Regions from separate parts of the Mus musculus genome. Here regions 1, 2, 3, 5, 6 and 7 are each linked to region 4. Evidence: chromatin contacts called from public HiCAR-type and promoter capture Hi-C data. All regions are on one chromosome and are shown on one strand. The core of a region is the stretch at or near the end of the contact, and the rest is flanking DNA. Distances in the headings are between cores, read along the strand shown.

What was found. Promoter capture Hi-C pulls out the DNA fragments that hold promoters and counts their contacts. HiCAR-type assays count read pairs that join an accessible place to other places.
Region 1: a promoter capture Hi-C map of liver shows a contact between it and region 4, with 3 times the contacts expected there. The contact joins the promoter of Vcpkmt here to the promoter of Actr10 in region 4. A contact is called at or near these places in 4 of 39 promoter capture datasets (liver, maxillary cranial neural crest, neutrophils and 1 more) and 1 of 115 datasets of contacts at active chromatin or transcription factors (astrocytes).
Region 2: a HiCAR-type map of astrocytes shows a contact between it and region 4, with 4 times the contacts expected there. The contact joins the promoter of Klhdc2 here to the promoter of Actr10 in region 4. A contact is called at or near these places in 3 of 39 promoter capture datasets (hippocampal neurons, liver and pre-B cells), 1 of 115 datasets of contacts at active chromatin or transcription factors (astrocytes) and 1 of 9 other capture datasets (adipose tissue).
Region 3: a promoter capture Hi-C map of pre-B cells shows a contact between it and region 4, with 4 times the contacts expected there. The contact joins the promoter of Pole2 here to the promoter of Actr10 in region 4. A contact is called at or near these places in 1 of 39 promoter capture datasets (pre-B cells), 1 of 484 Hi-C or Micro-C datasets (B cells) and 1 of 9 other capture datasets (liver).
Region 5: a promoter capture Hi-C map of pre-B cells shows a contact between it and region 4. The contact joins the promoter of Rpl36al here to the promoter of Actr10 in region 4. A contact is called at or near these places in 3 of 39 promoter capture datasets (the C10 cell line, neutrophils and pre-B cells) and 1 of 9 other capture datasets (liver).
Region 6: a promoter capture Hi-C map of pre-B cells shows a contact between it and region 4, with 6 times the contacts expected there. The contact joins the enhancer-like site here to the promoter of Actr10 in region 4. A contact is called at or near these places in 3 of 39 promoter capture datasets (cranial neural crest, hippocampal neurons and pre-B cells) and 1 of 115 datasets of contacts at active chromatin or transcription factors (astrocytes).
Region 7: a contact with region 4 is called in a promoter capture Hi-C map of pre-B cells, with 4 times the contacts expected there. The contact joins the promoter of Rps29 here to the promoter of Actr10 in region 4. A contact is called at or near these places in 2 of 39 promoter capture datasets (neutrophils and pre-B cells), 3 of 484 Hi-C or Micro-C datasets (B cells, CD4 T cells and regulatory T cells), 1 of 115 datasets of contacts at active chromatin or transcription factors (large pre-B cells) and 1 of 9 other capture datasets (adipose tissue).

The regions. Positions count from the first base shown.
Region 1 is chr12:69,581,612-69,584,311 of GRCm38.p6, reverse strand. Vcpkmt (valosin containing protein lysine (K) methyltransferase) reads left to right here and starts at 1,295. Exons shown (of 6, transcript NM_001033236.3): 1 at 1,295-1,591; 2 at 1,682-1,792; 3 at 1,967-2,036. The coding sequence starts at 1,326. It overlaps Sos2 (SOS Ras/Rho guanine nucleotide exchange factor 2), which reads left to right. Exons shown (of 23, transcript NM_001135559.1): 23 at 1-551.
Region 2 is chr12:69,295,399-69,298,098 of GRCm38.p6, reverse strand. It overlaps Klhdc2 (kelch domain containing 2), which reads right to left and starts at 1,418. Exons shown (of 13, transcript NM_027117.3): 1 at 952-1,418. The coding sequence starts at 1,104.
Region 3 is chr12:69,226,838-69,229,537 of GRCm38.p6, reverse strand. Pole2 (polymerase (DNA directed), epsilon 2 (p59 subunit)) reads left to right here and starts at 1,348. Exons shown (of 19, transcript NM_011133.2): 1 at 1,348-1,441. The coding sequence starts at 1,374. It also overlaps a transcript of Klhdc1 not described here.
Region 4 is chr12:70,936,523-70,939,222 of GRCm38.p6, reverse strand. Actr10 (ARP10 actin-related protein 10) reads right to left here and starts at 1,366. Exons shown (of 13, transcript NM_019785.2): 1 at 1,192-1,366. The coding sequence starts at 1,268.
Region 5 is chr12:69,182,793-69,185,492 of GRCm38.p6, reverse strand. Rpl36al (ribosomal protein L36A-like) reads left to right here and starts at 1,426. Exons shown (of 2, transcript NM_025589.4): 1 at 1,426-1,510; 2 at 2,328-2,700. The coding sequence starts at 2,357. The coding sequence ends at 2,677. It overlaps Mgat2 (mannoside acetylglucosaminyltransferase 2), which reads right to left and starts at 1,335. Exons shown (of 1, transcript NM_146035.2): 1 at 1-1,335. The coding sequence starts at 839.
Region 6 is chr12:69,363,001-69,365,700 of GRCm38.p6, reverse strand. No RefSeq gene overlaps it. Among named protein-coding and RNA genes, the nearest start is that of Nemf, 7.2 kb to the right of the region's middle. Within about 2 kb of position 1,405, at least 342 of the 459 cell types and tissues checked have an H3K27ac peak or open chromatin away from gene starts, as enhancers often do. A contact at or near this core is called in astrocytes, hippocampal neurons and pre-B cells, where this site is marked.
Region 7 is chr12:69,157,836-69,160,535 of GRCm38.p6, reverse strand. It overlaps Rps29 (ribosomal protein S29), which reads left to right and starts at 1,350. Exons shown (of 3, transcript NM_009093.2): 1 at 1,350-1,539; 2 at 1,776-1,875. The coding sequence starts at 1,478. It also overlaps Rn7s1.

The sequences.
Region 1 (2,700 bases), core at 46-2,545, 1.4 Mb after region 4:
TTGTTTTGCAGTGTATGGTGTTTAGCTAATCATTGTTTAGCTAATGATTTGCCTATTATTTGGGAAGACAAAATTAATATGCCATATATGTACAGTTTATTTATATTGTATATATTTAAAGATAATGCTAATAACCTCTATAAATGTAAGTGACTTGAGGCCTATAATACAATCTGCTATTTGACTAATTTGTAAGTCTGGAACAAAAGTGTCTTATGGCATAAGAACCAACTGCCATTGTCAAACCTATTAACTGTCTTTAATCTCGTGTTAACTGAAATTTTTGAAAAGTTTTTCCAGATTAGTAATATTTAAACAGAAAATACTTTAAAAAGCTTTATTAAATTTTTTAATCAGGATAAAGCTTTGCCATTTGGATACTATCATTCAAAGTGATCAAGGTATGTATGTTATGCTGATAGTGCAGTAGCAGCCATTGTAAAGTAGCCAAAAGCCACGTTGTTTATCTACTGGTCTGTGGCCTTTTACTGTGCTTTGTATCAGAGTTCTTAACAAGATTAATAAATCACCTCAGTCTTAATTTGTAAAAGATTTGCAATATTGTTTTTCATCACAAAGAGCAAGGAGAAGCTGGGAATAGTGGTGAGCACCTGTAATCGCAGAACTTGGGAGGTTAGACGGAAGCATCTGGACTTAAAGGCGACTCGACTACGTGAAGAGTATGAAGAGTTTGAACCTACTTGGGATACAGGAGGCCATCCTGAAAACAAAAAAACAAAAAACAACAAAGCTGAAAAAAATCTAGAAGAACGAATAGCTATCATCTGTTTATTACGTGTGTGTGTGTGTGTGTGTGTGTGTGTGTGTGTGTGTGTGTTCATACTAGAGATCCAATGTGACAGGCCAACCTGCAGGTCTCTCCTTCTACTATGTGAGTCCTTGGTCTTGCTGGCCATCTTTTGGCCCCGTGGGATGTAAAAGGACTAACTTTTCTTTACCATTAAAAGCAAGTAGCACGTTCCCAGCCACCACGTTTATGCATTCATATGAAAAGGAAGCACAGTAGGAAAACTTCTTGAATATAACCATTTTTAGATAGGACCTGGGTAGCTGCCTAGATCTATCGCCAGCGGCTCTGTGTGAGCCGTTCTCCAGCTATGTATAAGCACTGTCGGTCGCTTTGCTTCTTAAAGTGCCTATCATTGTAGCAGCAGCTGGGCCACTCCTGGGTAGGTTCTGCTGCTTCCTGCGGACTTTGAGAGTCACGCATGCGCCTTGGGCAGCCGCCCTGCCGCTGGGAGGTACGGGTGCTGCGTGGGCGTGACGTTACCGCGTGCCGCAGCCTGCGGCGGGCCGGGGCAGGGATGGCGGCCGCCGTGGAGCCGGAGGTGGAGGACCCGCTGTGGAGCTTTGTGCGGGTTCTGGAGAAGCGGGATGGGACAGTGCTTCGGCTGCAGCAGTACGGCTCCGGGGGCGTGGGTTGCGTTGTGTGGGACGCCGCCATCGTCCTTTCCAAATACCTGGAGACGCCGGGGTTTTCTGGCGACGGGGCCCACGCGCTGAGTCGGCGCTCGGTGCTGGAGCTGGGCTCCGGCACGGGGGCCGTGGGGCTCATGGCTGCGACCCTCGGGTAAGAGCTGGCGGGAAGGCGCTGGTCGCCCAGCATCAGGTCACCGGCGTGCAGCCTTGCGCCTGTACCTCAACGAGGTTGTTTTTTTAGGGCAGATGTTATAGTCACTGATCTTGAAGAGCTGCAGGACTTGCTGAAAATGAATATTGATATGAACAAGCATCTTGTGACTGGTTCTGTTCAAGCCAAGGTACTGAAATGGTTTGTATGGCCTTTCAGCTTGTTTTTAAGATAATCGATCGCTTACATGGGCTTTAAATTGCATTTTACACAACGCTTGCTTAATATGAGGGGAGCCTTCTGCTTCTCGTTTCTAAAATGAACACTTTAAATCGTCAGAGCATCAGTTAAAGACATACGTTTGACATTTTTAAGGGGTGAAGACATAGAAGACTTGATGTCACCAGACTACATATTGATGGCAGACTGTATATACTATGAGGAGGTGAGTAGTGGTCGAACTGGTGTGTCCGAAAGCCCACAGCTCTCCGTGGTTTAACACCTCCAGGTGTGGGATATTTGTTCTATAGATGATGAGGCAGTAAAGAGAAGTTAAACTATCAAAGGCAACACATTCGCACAATTCAGGATAGGCATACAGGCCTGCCTGTGCGAGGTGGTTGAGAAAACTTGCGTGCATTCTACTGGAGACTTTTTGGAAAAATTTAAAAGGATTTTCCGATTTGCATATATTCTAGAAAACTAAGATACCTTCTGTTTGTTTGTCTGTTTGTTCATTTGTTTTTCTTTTCCCATTGACTGCTAACTGTGACTTTGGAAATTAATTAAAATGCAGGTTGGCTCACTCCTAGAATCCTAGCACTCACAATTGCCATGAATGCTAGGCCAGCACAGAGTGAGACGCTCCAAAATTAGTTATTCTCAGTGACAACATTTTATTAGACTTGTGGAATGATTTTCTTCCCATATCAGTTTATGCAGTATTGGACAGTATTTAGTTTTAAGTTGATGCCTTGAGCCAACTGATGATCAAAAGGGTCAGCAGTTAAGAGCACACACAGTTCTTCCAGAGGATCCAAGTTCAGTTCCCAGTACCCACATCAGGCAGTTCACAGCCACCTGTAACTCCAGCTCCAGGAAGATCAATT
Region 2 (2,700 bases), core at 169-2,668, 1.6 Mb after region 4:
AGAATGCATTAATTCACGCTGGCAAAATAACTAATGGTTAAACCGACAAGGTATGGGACAGTTGTCTCAAAATGGCCACCTATGATCAGGTCGTCAGTACTATAAGCTATTAGAGTCCTTAAGCAAACCACAGGCGCAGAGAACTGGACTTCCCAAGGGGGGTGGGGGGGCGTCATTTTAACACTAAAATAGTTTTAGGTCAAATGGCTCAAATGAGTGTGCACCACATGAAATCCAAGAACTAGAGTGAGTGTATCATGGAATTCTAAAACCAGTACAGAAGAACCAGTGAGCAGCGGTTTAAGGAGGTAACTGAGCAGTATTCCCCAGCTCGCGGTATAAAACAATGCAAATGACTAAAAAGATACTTGGTCACAAAGTCCAAAGGCCTGCACTCCAATTACATACGCTGCTGGGGATTCACTGGCTATTTTTTCCTTTAAAATCCGCAGTAAGGCCTACTGAGGAGCAATCCTTTCTCAGCTGAGACCAGTTAAGAAAAATGGCCCTGCGTTCAAACAATAGATAGGTGGGGGCATCTGCACAGGTGTTGATGACACCGTTACACCTTCGGGGAGGTTGAGCAAGCGATTCCTGTGGCCTTGGTTCACACAGTGACAATATTGTTGAATATAGTGTCTGTCGGCTAAATGGCCCCAGCTCCGGGCGACCGGGCCCAAAGGTATATGAGTGATTCTCACACACCCTCGCCCCCACCCTTTTCCGTACCTCGGGCCACAGTCACCCGCTACGCGACCCACAATAACAGAACCTCGCTCCGCTCACTCCAAAGACAATGCGTAGGGGGTGCGTGGGATAGGCTGACTCATAAGTTCAAGAGAGCGGTGACAATAGCCCAGGATCCCCGAATCCACCAGGGCAGGGCGGGAAGATGCTCTCCTGAATGAGCAAGAGCCGCGGCGGCGATCGTGCCCACTCCGCCCTACTGACCTTGTAGCCGCCCCAGACGAACATGTGGCGCCCATCGCTGACAGCGACGTGGCCGCTGCGTTCAGCCGGGCAGGCCAGCTCCATGGCCTCGTAGTTCTCGAAGGCCGGGCCCGGCAGATCCTCCGCTCGAGCATCCTCGTTGCCATCAGCCATCTTGAGGCTGCACCGCTGGCCACCGAGACCGCTCCGGCCCCGCAGACGGGAGACAAAGGAAAGCGGAGCGGTGGACCGCGGCGCGCAGCCAGCGCTGACGACCCGCCTGTCCTGCGCTACGCCTCCGCCTCCGGGACGAGCGCTGGGGCGCGCGCCGACAGCGGCTGCGGGTCTCGCGGGGACCGCGCCGCGGCCGGGTCCTGGCTCAGAGCGGGAGAGCGGCCGACGGGGCTCGCACTCGCAGCCCGCCCCGCCTCCGGCCGCCGGGGCCTTGTTTATGCCGCCGCCGGAAGTCGTCCGCAGCGGACACTGTCCCCACGCTCCGGAAGCGCTCTCGCCCCCTGCGCTGCTGAGCCTCCCGTCGTCCGGTCCCACCGCAGTGCTGTCCTACTGCTGTGTAGTCCTCCCAGTCGGGCCCTTGGGCATCTGAGTCCTCCCAACATCCGTCCTCCCGCCTCAGGGTGCTCTGGCCTGGATAGTTCCTAAACCATAACAACCCACCCTTGGGGAAAGAATGCGAATCCCAGACTCACAATCTGGGCTTCTAAGAGGCCAAATGAAAATTACGAATTATTTAAACCCAATTCCTCGCCCATAAAATAAGGCTGGTCTGGAAAACACTTCAGGCTCCTCATTTAAATGGTGGCTCTCCGTGCTGCTCATCTTGTCTTTTTTTTTTTTCTTTCTCCCTCTCTTCGTTTTGGGACTGCTAAATATATACTGAGCAAAATACACACTTAACAAAAACGACCAAAAAAAGCTTTTCTCTTTGAAACTCTCACCAGTTGCTGGAGATGTACTTGCTGAAACACAAGAGTTAAGGGTCTGGGGTTTGAGATTAAAGCGCTGGGATAAAAGGTGTGCTCCACCAGGCAGATTCTGTTTCTTGACCAGATTCATCCAGGTCTCCCTGGGGCAATTTTGCCATGCAAGAGATGTCCAGTGCCCTTGGTGCTGTGCTGAGGGGGGCCTTCCTCACTGCCATTGCAAGAGACAGTCAGAGAGAGAAATGGCCTTCCTGCTGCTGCCCAGGGTGTATACTGTCAAAAAGAGATTGGCAGCGTTTCCACCAGCCACTTCGTGCTGGATGACACTGGAGAAGAAAATCTAGCATCAGTTTCATGTTTGGCGGGTAGAAGACATCTCTCACTGTTGGCCACAACCTCTCACACTGCAAATCTGCTGTAATGTGAATGACCAATTTGCACTAAGCTGAGGTTTGTGGTGAGCAACTGATCGTCCAACAGTGGAAATCACCTTGCCCTAGGGGTCAGGAGCATGCAAGTGGATATTCCTCCACAGATCAGCCTTATTCCAGATGAGCTGCACTTGGACACATTTTACTGCCTCGTGATTATTGTTTGCAAGAAAAATTTGATGGTGTTGTGGGGATAGCCACTAGAGAGGACAGCTCAGACATGAACTTAAGGCAATAGAAAGTCTTTATTAGTTTGGGATCCCAGTGTAGCAACGAGCCTTTCTCAGAGTGAGCTTTTAAGCACAAAACCCATGTTCTGGACGGATACACTTCAGTTAACAAGAACAGTTAGCATCCCAGAGAATCTTGCCACAGAAGCCAGATGAAGGTAATCTACA
Region 3 (2,700 bases), core at 99-2,598, 1.7 Mb after region 4:
TAGTCCAACAAGGCCACACCTCCTAATAGTGCCCCTTCCTGGGCTAAGCATATTCAAGCCACCACAGCTGCTCCAGCACAACTGCACCACCTGAATCTCTCCAAACAGCGCCACCAACTGGGAACCAAGTGTTTACACACCAGAGCCTACGGGAGACATTTTTATTCAAACCACCACAGCTGGGATCTCTCTTTGTTGTCTAGTTTAACTTTTCAAAAGTTTTGAAATGCAAAATCAAGCAAATATACACATGCATTCTTTTTACTGTTTTCCTTTTCAGAAAGATCTTAAATATACGCCCCAGAGATAATTGCTTATACCGTTGTAGAAATCATTCAAGTTTTTGGCTTATTTGCCTCTCCCACTCCCACTAAGCCTCAGGTATCTTAGGCTTGCTTTGAACTTGCTGTGACATCAAAGATGGCCTTTGCCTCCTGAATCCTTGCACCTCCCCGTTCTGAGGCCTGGGATTATAGATCTGTGGTCTTATGCCCAGAGCTTTCTTGTGTCCTGTAAAGTTGCATGCTTATTTATAAACAGCCAATTGATTATTCATCTCAACAGCACAAGTATATGTGTGTGTGTGCGTTTGTGTGTGTGTGTGTGTGATGGATGGATGGATGGATTTTTATATAAGGTCTCACTGTGATTCACTGACTGGTCTGGAACTCATTCTCTAGAACAAGTTGCCCAGGTGTTTACAGAGATCCCCCTGCCTCTGCCTTCTGAGTTCTTGGATTAAAGGCATGTGCCATCACACTCAGCAAGAGGGAACATTTTAAGATGTGCTCTACTGAGTCTACTTGTAGGACTGAGAATAACGATTCAAGAGCAGCTCCACCGCACTGGCAATTCACCTCATACCAACCATTTATAATCTTGGGTTTGTTACTCCACCAGTAAAAAAAAAAAAAAAGAAGGTATGTCATGAAAAAAGTGGGACTGCTAAATGATGACAGCGGATCGTGGAGAGGCCCTCAACTAAAACTGGTCGGATGGGAGTGATCGAAAACGGTGAAAACACAGTATTTCCTGAGCATGTGTAGAACCGGGAAACAACGGCTCTACAACTCTCATAGCCCTGGAAGGGAAGACTCTGGGTGCAGGAAGCTTGGGTAGAGTCAGAGTAGAAGAGGGTAGCTGAGTGTCCGGGAAGCTGAGTGTTCAGAAAATGCTTTTGGGATAAAGGAAGCTTGTTCCCACTCTGACCACTCCTACTTCACTCCCTAGGCAGGGTCTGAGATTCCCAGAGGCCCTGCAGTTAGTAAGGCCAAAAAAATCCATTTCACCAGCCCAAGAATATAAGGGCGGGACAAGGGGTGTGTCTATTCCAGGAGGGGGCGGGGCGTCGGCGGTGGCGCCAAATCGCGAACATGGCGCCGGAGCGGCTGCGGAGCCGCACGGTCTCAGCTTTCAAGCTGCGGGGCTTGCTGCTCAGGAGGTGAGTCTCGAGGTAACCTGACCCGCCGCAATGCCCTATCTAGAACATTCTGTCATAAGAGGCGATGTCTCTCCGGTGCATTTGAGGCTGCAGAGCCTACCTGGGTTTCCGCGATCCTGGCGCCGGGTGCGAATGTTACTTCCAGGCTGGGCGGAGCTGCGCGCTGACGCCGAACTGAGCGGGGAAGTTGGGGGCGTGCTGGCTTCTGATCAACGGAGGTCCCCGCCTCTGCAGAATGGGAATCATTACAGTGTTACTTCTGGAAGTTACAGAGAGACGTGTCAGAGAAGGAGAGACATGGGTGAATCCATATGCGTGTCTGTTGGCGATTTATATTGTAGAGTATGAGTCTTCCAAACCCGTCTCTGTGTGGAATTTTCATTATTGCCTGGAGAAGTAAAATTTGGATAGATTTTAAACGTGTTTTTAGTTTGGCTTTTTTAGATTTCCTAGTTTACAATTTGCCCCCAAAGGAGGTTTTCCTGGCTGTAGTGTGTCTTTTCAGTCTTTAAAAATGAACATATCCAAGAAATCTCATATTACAATTTACATTTTATAATACACTTTCCGTTTAAGTACCTGCTGAGATCCGTATAGCTTTCTGAGTCAGAGTGTGAATGTTTTGTTTTCGTAACTGTGAACTTTATGAACCTTTTAGCTTTACGTTTTGCCCAGGAGTGTCCAAGGGTCAACCTGGGTCTACCCAGGGAGAAAGTGATGAATTTAATTTGGTTAATTCCTGACATTTGGAGAGAGGATTAATTGAGCAATAGCTTTTCCTTTCCTTTCCCTTAAAATGTACTATTATAAAGCTGTTGGAAGCTCATTAATTGATTCATTGAGATATACACTCAAGTCTTTTAGCCTCAAAGCACCGTGTGTGGAATTAAACGCCATGGGACTTTTCCTGTGGGAAGACAGTGTGTTATCTAGTGCTGTGTAGTAGATTACCCTCTGATTTAGAGACTCAATGGCACTCATGCCTGCATTCACTGTGGGCCAGCTATCCAGCACAACTTTAATCCCAGCACTCTGGAGGCAGAGGCAGGTGAATCTCTGTGAGTTCCAGGACAGCCAGGGCTATGCAGAGAAACTCTGTCTAGAAAATCAAACAAAAACTTAACTCAGAGTTTCGGCTTTGAGTCTCATACACTCCAGTCAGGACAGGGTCATCTCACATGTCCAGTGTACCCATCTCATTTAGATTTTTTTAAAAACGATTTATTTATTATTATATCTAAGTACACTGTAGTTGTCTT
Region 4 (2,700 bases), core at 117-2,616:
AAACTTTTATGTCCTTCTGTCTTCAATCACATCCCTATATAATAATTTATATTTTCAATGTATAGCCACAATAATTATTTTCAGGTAGTAATCTCTACTTATTATATTAATGTTTTTTAAAAAAGTAAGATGAATATGGGAGAGTCAGAGAAGGAGAGGATAATCAAGAACTATGTTTAATCCAATTCTGTAGCTTCTAAGGACCAATTTTTAAGTCTGTTCTTATGACCATTTATTTAATAGTTGCTTAACATCTATTACAGGTTAGGAAGTGTTTAAAATATGCAAAAATAATCCACACATCTGTTTCATATATAACTTCACCTCAAACACATAATATGTATATATGATGGAACTCTCAGCTTTCTGGAGCCTAATATGTATTTCATACACAACATCACTTTATATATACATATATGTCATGTAATTCTGTGTTGTTCTTGAGTCCAATACAAGGACTCTTAAATGGATGGTCCAAAGAACTTAAAACCGTCCAGCATCCTCTCATACTGTCCAGATGTTCCAAGGCTTGTGAATTTGTGTTTTGCTATCTCTACCTTTGACTGCCACTTCGAGGACCACTACTCCCGTGCTTACAAACTGCTTTTTTAAAGTGCAAAATGTGGGTCTAAGAGTATTATAAGGTAACCAACAATTTCCCGTCTCATTTCTATGCGGCTTCCTGTCTTCATGTGCCAGGGCTCCATAGCTGATTTCCTACACTCCTGGAGAACAATCTATTTCCAGAACCAATGGGGCTCCATCCCATAAATGTTTTATGGTGGAAAGAGTCAGCAAGCGTTACAATTCGATGGTTTCCTTCCAATCTGACCCAGCCAGAGGCAAGCACAATCTGGGTCATCGCTGTCAAAAGTTAAAGTGATGGCCCCTGATCACCTTAGACGGGGGTGGGGTGGGGGACACCGTTCCCCGAGCTTCCTGGGCTTCTCTAGGAGTCCAGATCCCACTCAGGCCACCAGATCCTACAGGTTCGCATTGCCCAAGAGAGTCCTCCCTGACAACACATTCATCACTGAGTGTGGACTGAGCTTTGCCTTAAGGCAACGATGTGAGCTAGCATTCGCGGGATCGCCGGGGGAAGGTCCCGGGTGCCCAGCGGGCCTAAAGACGGTTGCCAGTCCGGGACCACCGGCACGTCCCTCGGGCCCACAGCCGCCCATGGCCACTCACTTGGTGAAAGCTTCTCCTAGGTCGATCACGACTGCTGTCTTCTCGCCGCCGCTCCCAAGGCCCTCGTAGAGCGGCATCTTTGAGAGACCGACGTAGAGAGGGTGAAGTGGTCCGCCCGGCGGGGGGGCTGCCTCAGCGCGGGGGCGGGGCGGGGTCCTCACAAAGCCGAGGACCCGGGCTGGCCAAGGAGAGGCCTGACGTCGCGGAGGCCGAGGCGGTCAGGCGCGCCGGACACCTTAGAGGGGCGGAGCCTCCCGGGTCCTCTCGCTCAGCGGCCGGGGGCGCCTGCGCGGCGTAGTAAGGATTTTTAGCGGCTTAGGAGGGGAGGCAGGAACTTGAGATCGCTTTCTCATTCTCCAGTTCTGTGTTGGTCGTTTATCATGACATTTAGTCGCCGCAATGAACACACAAGATAGAGTCTGCTCAGAAGAGATTGGCTTTCACTCTCCCCGAAGCAGTTCTAGAAAAGGATCCTAAGATCTAAATTCAAAACTTGGATTGGGAAGGCGGAAATGCTCCTTAATTACAGCAGTATTTGTGGTGGTTTACATGCGAACGCCCCCCCCCCCCCCCCCCCCGCGCGCCTAGGCTCATCTGTTTGAATGCTTAGTCACCGAGGACTGGAACAGTTTTGGAAGGATATGGAGATTTGACCTTGGAGGAGGTGTGTCACTGGGAGTGGACTTTGGGGTTTAAAAAGCCCACACTAGGCGCAGCTCTCTCCTCCCTGCCTCCTCTGCCCCCAACCCCCACCCCGGACCCTTGTTGCCTGGCAATTAAGATGTAAAGCTCTCAGCTACTGCTTCATTGCCATGCCTGCCCGCCACCCCACCCCCCCATCATTAACTAAAACTGTAAGCAGGTCCCCGATTGACGATTCCTTTTATAAGAGTTGTCTTAGTCATGTTGTCTCTTCCCAGAAATAGAATAGTTACTAAGACAGCAGTTCTTGCCTGTTGCTGGGGAGATTGATTGGATTTCTAGAAGAGGAGAAACCAGGTGTCATGGTGGCAAGATGCAAAGATATGATCAAAGCATATACATGAAATCGAGAACAAATAAATAAAAATTTAATAAGGAGAATATCGTGGTTATTTTAGCAGAAAGAAAAAAAGAATGAACACAAAACAAATATATTCCTTAATAATCTCAGATGTTTGAATGGAACCTCTTGTGGAGTATTTTTTAAAAAGAAAGATTTAAGAGTACATTAAAAAAACAAACAAACAAAAAAAACCCTGATTTATTTCTCTTGCTGGCTGGAAGCAAAGAATGTTGACCCAACTGAAAAAACTGTCCAGACAGTCTGCAAAAGAGACATTTTCTCACAGTCATCTAACAAAAATCCCAGCACTGGGCAAGGAGATGCTGTTTGAGCAGTTTGTCAGAGATGTCCAAGAAACTCCCCAAACAAGCTTTGCTGTTGCTCTTAGTTGCATTGCAGAGGTTGAGGATAAGTCGTTGTTGCTAAGACACCATGCACTTTAGACAGAGGACCCAGAGGTTCTA
Region 5 (2,700 bases), core at 177-2,676, 1.8 Mb after region 4:
CCAGGACACTCCTGCTGCTTCAGTTTCCACATCTTTTTGAAGACATGGTAAAAGTCTGGGGCTAAGTAGTGGTCCTCTTCCAGGAAGAGTATAAGGCCAGTGTAATCTTGAAGAACTTTGACTCTTTCCCATACAAAATGCAGCTTCCACCACCAATGGTGTTTGGTTTGTGAGAACTTGGCCTCTCTGTAATGGCCGAAGGAGTCAGGGTATTCGGCATTGATGCACCCCAACTTCAGAGCTGCATTCTTCTTTAGGTCTCTGGGGCAATCTCTAGGGTCACTACCCGGAAACTCATTCGGGTACAGCTGAATGCTGAACGGAAAGAACACTTGCAGAACCGGGCAGAAATCCACCCTGGAGATCAGACTGTTGATCTCTGCGGACCAGAAGTCATGGCTAAAGATGACTAGGACTTCCTGAATACCCTGGGCTTTGCGAAGCGAGTCTATCAGCAACCTGAGGTATTCCGGCCTGTTATGCACCTGGACCACCAGCACCAGCTCCCCGGGGCTCCAGGTGCCGTCATTACCGACGTTCCTCAGCATCTGATCGAAGTTCAACTGGTACACCAGGGACCGGTACCGCAGCGTTAGGTTGTCCACCTCCGGCCGCGGGACCGCGGGAACCAGAGGAGCGGCCGATTCGTTTGAGACCCTGCGGATGCCTACGGACACAGCAAGGTGGCCCGCACCCCGTACGGGCTCCGCGTCCAGCAGCGGCGGGCCAAGGGCGTCGCTCTTCCTTTGTCGCCCATTGCTACTCCAGAGGACGAAGCCGCAGGCGGCCACCACGAGCGTCAGGATTAGCACCTTCCGTTTGTAGATGCGGAACCTCATGGTCTCCAGGGCCCGGAGCGCGGGCGCGGAAAAGAAGCTGGCGGCCTCTGCACGGAAGGGGCGGGCGGGCGGCGCCGTCGCCTTGGCCTGCAGCCCTAGGAACTGGCCCCCGCGGCGGCCCTCGCTAACTCATCCCGGGCTCCGGCGTCCTGGGGCCCGAAGGCTCTCAACTGCCTCGCGCCGCCCGGGCTCCGCGCATCCTCTCTGGCAGTTGCAGCTCCGGCAGCCGCCCCGCCGCTACGAGCCGCGGCTCAACGTCGCCTCGGTCCTCTCCATTCAGCACCCGGGGGTCCCGGAAGAAGCCCCGCCGCGGTCGCCGACACCGTGATTCCTTTACCTGCGCTGCCCGTGGCTCTGCGTCCTCTGCGCGCTCATCCTTGCTCGCACGGCGGAACGGCGACACCGAACGCCGCAGCCTCGCCCCGCTCCGGCAGCGACCGCTCTGACAAGCCGCGACTGGCCTGCGAGCGCCCGGGCCCTCCGGCCCACACCCTCCGCCCCGCCCCGCCCCGCCGGGCGCTGATTGGCGCTTCTCAGAAGCCTCCGGAGGAGGCCGCTGCTTATTGGTTCGCATTCCCGTCGCTCAGGTTCAGTTCCGACTTCCGCTCTGTTCGTCCCTTTCCTGTTCGGCGCGTGCGGTTGAGTCGGGGATCGCGGCGGCCGGTCTCTCGGTAAGTCTGGAGCAGAGCGGTAGCTGCTTCCTTGGGGACCGCGGTCGCCTGGAAGCCGGAGCCGACCTAGCTCTTTGAGGCGTCGGAAAGGGGCAGGTGCTGCCCGCCGCGGCTTGAGGTCAGCCCGCGGCTCTCTCGGAAGAGACCGCTCCAGCATGGCGGCTCCCGGGCGGCGAGGCGTGCTGGCTGCTAACGACACGTCAGCCTTCGGGCCCGCTGGAGAGTGACGGTGCTTTAGAGGGGGTGAAGCCAAAACAGACTGACGTGGCTGGGGGGAAGGAACGAGCCCGGTTGTTGCAGAAACGACTATATTTCGTTGTAAGCCATTCGTAGCTAGAAAACGGAGGGAATTGCTGTGGGGTAGTCCGAGCAAAACTTCTCTACCCGGACGCCACTGCGTTGTCCTTGCAGTGAGACCTAAGAAATTGGACGCTGGTTTGGGGAGAACTGTAATGGCCACTCCAAGTGTCAGTTCCTTTGGACGCTAAGGCAGACCTCAACTAGCAATCCTCTGCCTCAGCCTCCCAGGACACACTCCATCAGGTCTGAGTTTTTAACTGTTAATGCCTCGTTTTAGTTTAAAAAAACAAAAAACAGTTTTTCTATAGGCTTGAAGTGGTAAGGATTGAACCCCGGTGTTTAAGCCAGTGCTCATCCACTCAGCTGCGTGTTGGCCTTTTATTCACGTGGGAAATGAGTACTTGGTGGGTTCACAAATTTTCGAACATTACTGTTTTTTTTTTATATGTTCCTACAAATTATACCTGTTTAAAACTTTCGAGTTTGAAGATCTTTAATGTCTGAAACTTTCTTACAGTTCTCATCGCAGACACTTCTACTGCAAACATGGTCAACGTACCAAAAACCCGAAGGACTTTCTGTAAGAAATGTGGCAAGCATCAGCCTCACAAAGTGACCCAGTATAAGAAGGGCAAGGATTCCCTGTATGCCCAAGGAAAGCGGCGCTACGATCGCAAGCAGAGTGGCTACGGTGGGCAGACAAAGCCAATCTTTCGAAAGAAGGCCAAAACCACAAAGAAGATTGTGCTCAGGCTTGAGTGTGTTGAGCCCAACTGCAGATCCAAGAGGATGCTGGCCATTAAGAGATGCAAGCATTTTGAACTGGGAGGCGACAAGAAGAGGAAGGGCCAAGTGATCCAGTTCTAAAACTTGTGTTCTCTGAGAGGAAA
Region 6 (2,700 bases), core at 156-2,655, 1.6 Mb after region 4:
GCTTACAGTTTTAATTTCAGTACTTAACATTTATCCCCCAAACTAACACTTCAGGACACTTAGAAGACTACAGAGGCTCAGTATGCACTTGTTAGATGAGTAAACAGAATGTTTTAGAATAAAGAGTGTTACCTTAGTCTCTCACCATAGTACGTGAAAGCTTATACAATTTGAAGAGTTTGATTTCCTATCAAACCTAGGCTCTTCAAGGATGAAATGTTAGCATTCATGTGAATTAGAGTAAATGGCACACCATGTTTGCAACTCTGCTATACTTAGCCTTTGGATTTAGAAATGATTGTGTGTGTGTGTGTGTGTTTTTTTAATTAGCCAGTTCAAATACATTAACTGTAGCAAATAATTAGACTTGAGAATAGAAATTCAGGCACATTGATATTCTAAGTATTTTGACTGAATGTGACTGAATGTCAGGCTTAGGAACATTCCTAAGGATTCTTCAAAAGAATCCTTCCAACATTAGTTGACTTAAAAGAAGTGTTGGAGTGATTCTCAAGATAAGTAGCAAAGTGTCTCCGTCACACCACTGTAAAGAAACAGCATGGGTATTCCCAATACGTTCTGTTAGATAGTGGGGAAATCCAATCAGAATCGAAATAAATAACGATGCTGTAATGGAATTCTGCTACATTCTATATACATGGTTGTTAGATGCAAGTCAAATATATACAAACAGAAGAAAATCGGCCTACCAAATGCGACACTTGTTTAGTAATTTTTAGCCTTTGGATGTATTCTGAATTAACCTGACACAAGAAATTCGTTTTGATTTTTTGTTTGTTTGTTTTTGAGATGGTTTCTCATCTCAAGTGTACACAGAACTCTTTATTTTCTCCAGGCTGGCCTTGAACTTTTGATCTTACTACCTCCAGCTGTCAGGTGCTAGCTAGGTTTACAGGTAAGCTCCACAATGATCAGATTCTGAGGTGTGGGGGAGCTAATCCATGAAGCCGGGGAAGATTCCATACAGGTGGGCAAGCACTATGCCAGCTAGCAGCCTAATTTTTTGTTTTGAGAAAACATTAATCCCATTAAAGGTTCCTCCTTCAATCAAGGTGCTGCCATTAAGAAAACCTGTAATATAGCAAAGTGTAATCCTAGTTACGTCATGGCTCAACTATTAAATGTAATAGAAGCAAGGTCAGACTGCAACGAACACGTCCCTAAAATGAACATAAAAGCTATCCTAATAAATATTCTGTATGCAGTATCAGGTGACCCCACTATGGTGAATCGCAGAAAAGTCTGTTCACGATGGGGAAGCGAGGGCTTGGTATGGAAGACACAGCTCCGGGACCACTGCTTCCAAAGCCCACGGAGCTCACTCTCCGAAACCGGTTTTCTTTTCACTCTGCAGGGGCCCTATCCACCCCTCCCGGGCCCGCCCTTCCGTTACGAGCCCCGCCCTTCCTCCGGTTGTCCGCTCCGCCCTCCCTCATGGAGAGCGCGGGACTTTCTCTTCGTGGCGAGTCCTCCCGTCCCGCAAGTTTCTTCCTTGAACCCCTTGAGTTGGTGTTGGGAACAGTTCCCCCGAACTTCTTTGAGGCAACCTCATTTATAAACTCTGCGCCCCCTCCAGCCGCCTAGCGGCCCTCTTCCAGCATCCTCTCCGCTTCCAGCTTCCTCTGGTCCTCTGTTGCTTCCCCGGGTGGCTGCTTGTGTCTCAAGACCAAGACCCTGAAGAGTTTTTCTGTCTGACCACTTGCTCTTCCTGGTTTAATGTCTTAATAGACAAATTAAGAAACTTAATGAGTTCTAAGGTGTACTTTGTAGACAGGTTTACGTTCCATTTGCAACGAGGGTGTTAATCTACAACAATGTTCAGGGCCCAGATTCTACATAATACAGGTTACATTTCAAGAGATAACCTGGGAGTTCAAGGCCTGCTTAATCTTCATGGGAAGTGCCTGAGGCATAGTGACACCCCATCTCACACACTCAAAAGGAAAACCCCACACAGCCAGATACTTGTTTGTTTTGCAATAAGAAGCAAACAGATATCTCTGATGGCATCGTCCTGTCTTAGCTATTGAGGAGTCTGAGGCAGGAATGCTCTAATTTGGGATTCTAGACCAACTTGGGCAACACTTCAAAAACTTTCTTAAACTCAAAAAAACTACTTGGTTTATACAAAATCCACTAAACAGCTCTAACTATTGTGTTGATCACTAATTCTTAATACAAGCTAAATGTCGATGGTAGAGTGACCAATAGTGATTCAACTTACACAACCATATGATGAATAAAATATTTACTGATACTAAAGGATAGTGACAAATGAGAAAGGCAGAAAATAAGTTTCGTTCACAAGAATAAAAAAGTTGGTATGGATATAGAGACTGTATATAAATAGAAATTGTAGGAAAAACTAGAAAATCACGTACTTACTTTTTTTTTTTTTTTTTTTTTTTTTGAGACAGACAGGGTTTCTCTGTATAGCCCTGGCTGTCCTGGAACTCACTTTGTAGACCAGGCTGGCCTCGAACTCAGAAATCTGCCTGCCTCTGCCTCCTGAGTGCTGGGATTAAAGGCGTGCGCCACCATGCCTAGCCGCTTCTTACATTTTAAGGGACACGACATCAAGTGCCCTGTAGATGCCGGAGTTCCTTTGGGTCTTCACTTTTCTGAGTTCTAGTTGTCTGGGTGTTTTTCTCCTGTGAATGTCCCTCTAATCAGTGCGGT
Region 7 (2,700 bases), core at 101-2,600, 1.8 Mb after region 4:
GAATCGCGGTGTGTGTGTTTGTTTATGTGTATATGTGTGTGTGTATTTGTATATGTGTATATGTGTGTGTGTGTTTGTGTAAAACACTAGATTTGAAGACTGACAACAGACATTAAATTATATCTGGTCTTTAAATCTGTGACTCTTTCATTATGAAATAATTGGGTAAGGATTGTCTACCAAAATTTTGAAGTAGCATACTTTAAAGTTTTTTTTAAAGTTTCTATTAAAAGTCTTCTACAAAAGGCTTTTTTTCTTAATTTTACTCTGCTACATTCTAGATTTAGTTAAAGCTTTTATTTCAGGGGGCAGGGCTTTGTGCAATTTTAGGTTTTATTTTTATTTTATATATTTTTTATTTTTTATAAATTTGTCTTTTGAAGTTTGTCGTTACTTGTTTTGCTATTAAATTATCTGATGAAAACAACTTTTATTTTATATTACTTTTCTTCATATTCATCCACTTAGCCTGCGTTTGGTGGCACAAGCAAGCCCATTATTAGAGGCTGAGACATTAGGATAGGGAGTGTGAGTCTATTATGGGCAAAATGAGAGTCTTGGGCCAGTCTTGTCTACACAAAAACAAATGAAAAGTAAATGTAGGCGATTATATTTAGGTATCAAGGGTGGTATACTCACATATACGTAAGACCCTATTTTCCATCCATGGAATGATGTGGATTTCTTTTTGGAGTATATGAGGTCAAAAGATTTAATAAGAGGCCCCTATCGTTGACTCTTACTCATTACACTTGATTTAAGTTGTCATATAATTTCACGCCAGTAGGTGTCAGTAGTGAGTAAAGGAAAAAAAAAATCACGTTTGTAAGCGAACGTTTGTGTTAAGACAATGTAAAAAATTAAGGTTGAAATGTATTATATGAGAAAAGGGTGAATTAAAAAGAAAGTGAGAATAATGTTAATATTATTAAGTGTCCAAAAAGAGACGGGGTCTCGCTATGTTGCCCAGGCTGGAGTGCAGTGGCTATTCACAGGCGCGATCCCACTACTGATCAGCACGGGAGTTTTGACCTGCTCCGTTTCCGACCTGGGCCGGTTCACCCCTCCTTAGGCAACCTGGTGGTCCCCCGCTCCCGGGAGGTCACCATATTGATGCCGAACTTAGTGCGGACACCCGATCGGCATAGCGCACTACAGCCCAGAACTCCTGGACTCAAGCGATCCTCCTGTCTCAGCCTCCCGAGTAGCTGGGACTACAGGCGTGCGCCACCGCGCCCGGCGAGCGCTGAGAGCGACGGGGAGATACTAGAGCTGCGGCGGGCCGTGACGTCACTCACTGTGCCCGCCCAGCCAGCCTTAGAAATGTCACTCAGAGCACGCGGACCAATGTTGTCGCACGGCGTACGCGTCACGTCTTAGCGTTGTATTCTGGGTAGCGTGTAGCTCCAAAAAACTTTGAAGAGCGCCTGCGCGAGCCGACTCGTTCCTTTCTCCTCGTTGGGCGTCTGAAGGCAAGATGGGTCACCAGCAGCTCTACTGGAGTCACCCACGGAAGTTCGGCCAGGGTTCCCGCTCTTGGTGAGGAGCGGGTTGTGGAGACCGCGGTTAGAGGGAAGGGCCATTGTTGGTGACTGGGTGTCGGAAATTCAAGGCCCGCGGGCGGCGCGCAGGGCGTTCGGTGCTGCCGTCGCCATTACGGGCTTAGCTAGGCCGGGCCGGGCGGGCCCTGCTGCGGGTGGTGGGGAAGCTGAGGAGTGCTGTACCTTACTGTGGCGGCTCCATTAAGGCCATCTCCTTGTCCTTCCTCCTCCCAGCCGCGTCTGCTCCAACCGCCACGGTCTGATCCGCAAATACGGGCTGAACATGTGCCGCCAGTGCTTCCGGCAGTACGCGAAGGACATAGGCTTCATTAAGGTACGCGCGGTTGGTCGCTGCCGTCCACGATGCACACAGCGGAGGGTTTTAAGAGTTCCAGAAGGGAAGGGTGAAGGGTTTAATGCCTGGTCAGATTTAGGTGTCAGGTGGGTAGGAGGTGGTGCAGTTTCTACATAGTAACTGAATATTCCTAACCCAATACGTGTCTTAAATTTCTGGCCCAGGATGTTTGATCATACTGGGAAGAGCTCTAGACTTCACACACCGAAACCTAAGTGAATCTAGTGAACACACTGCTATGTTTTAGCCAGGGTTTTGGCTTTTTATTTGTTCTAAGGTTGATGTCTCAAAAGTCTCCTTTTTTGGTCAAAACCACTGTATATATATTTCATCTGCTTTTTATTTGTACCAATTTTTTTAAAAAGTATTTTAACCGGGTTTCTCCGTAGCCCTGGCTGTCCTGGAACACAGATTCTCTGCTGGGATTAAAGGTGTGCATCACACCCAGCTGCGGGACCAGTTTTAAATAAACTTGTGTTTAATGGGCCTGCATGGTATTTGACACTGCTGAGGTGCAGCAGAGAGTTTTAAGCTCAGACTTACATTATTGATGAAATAGTTACTGTAAGCCTAGCCTTACAGTTTAGAGACTTGAATGACTCAAGTGTGTCAGGATCGGTCCCTCCTCCGTCTGGTCTAGGTTTTTTCGGGTTAAGATGAACTGCAGAAACGGGCTATTTAGTAACTCCGGAGTACATGACATGGTTAATGTAATTTTGTGTGGTCTTGTATCGGGGAATAACTAGGGGGAACCAGTGGAAATAAATGCCAGAATCACAGTCTAAGTAATAGACTCCGTTTTGT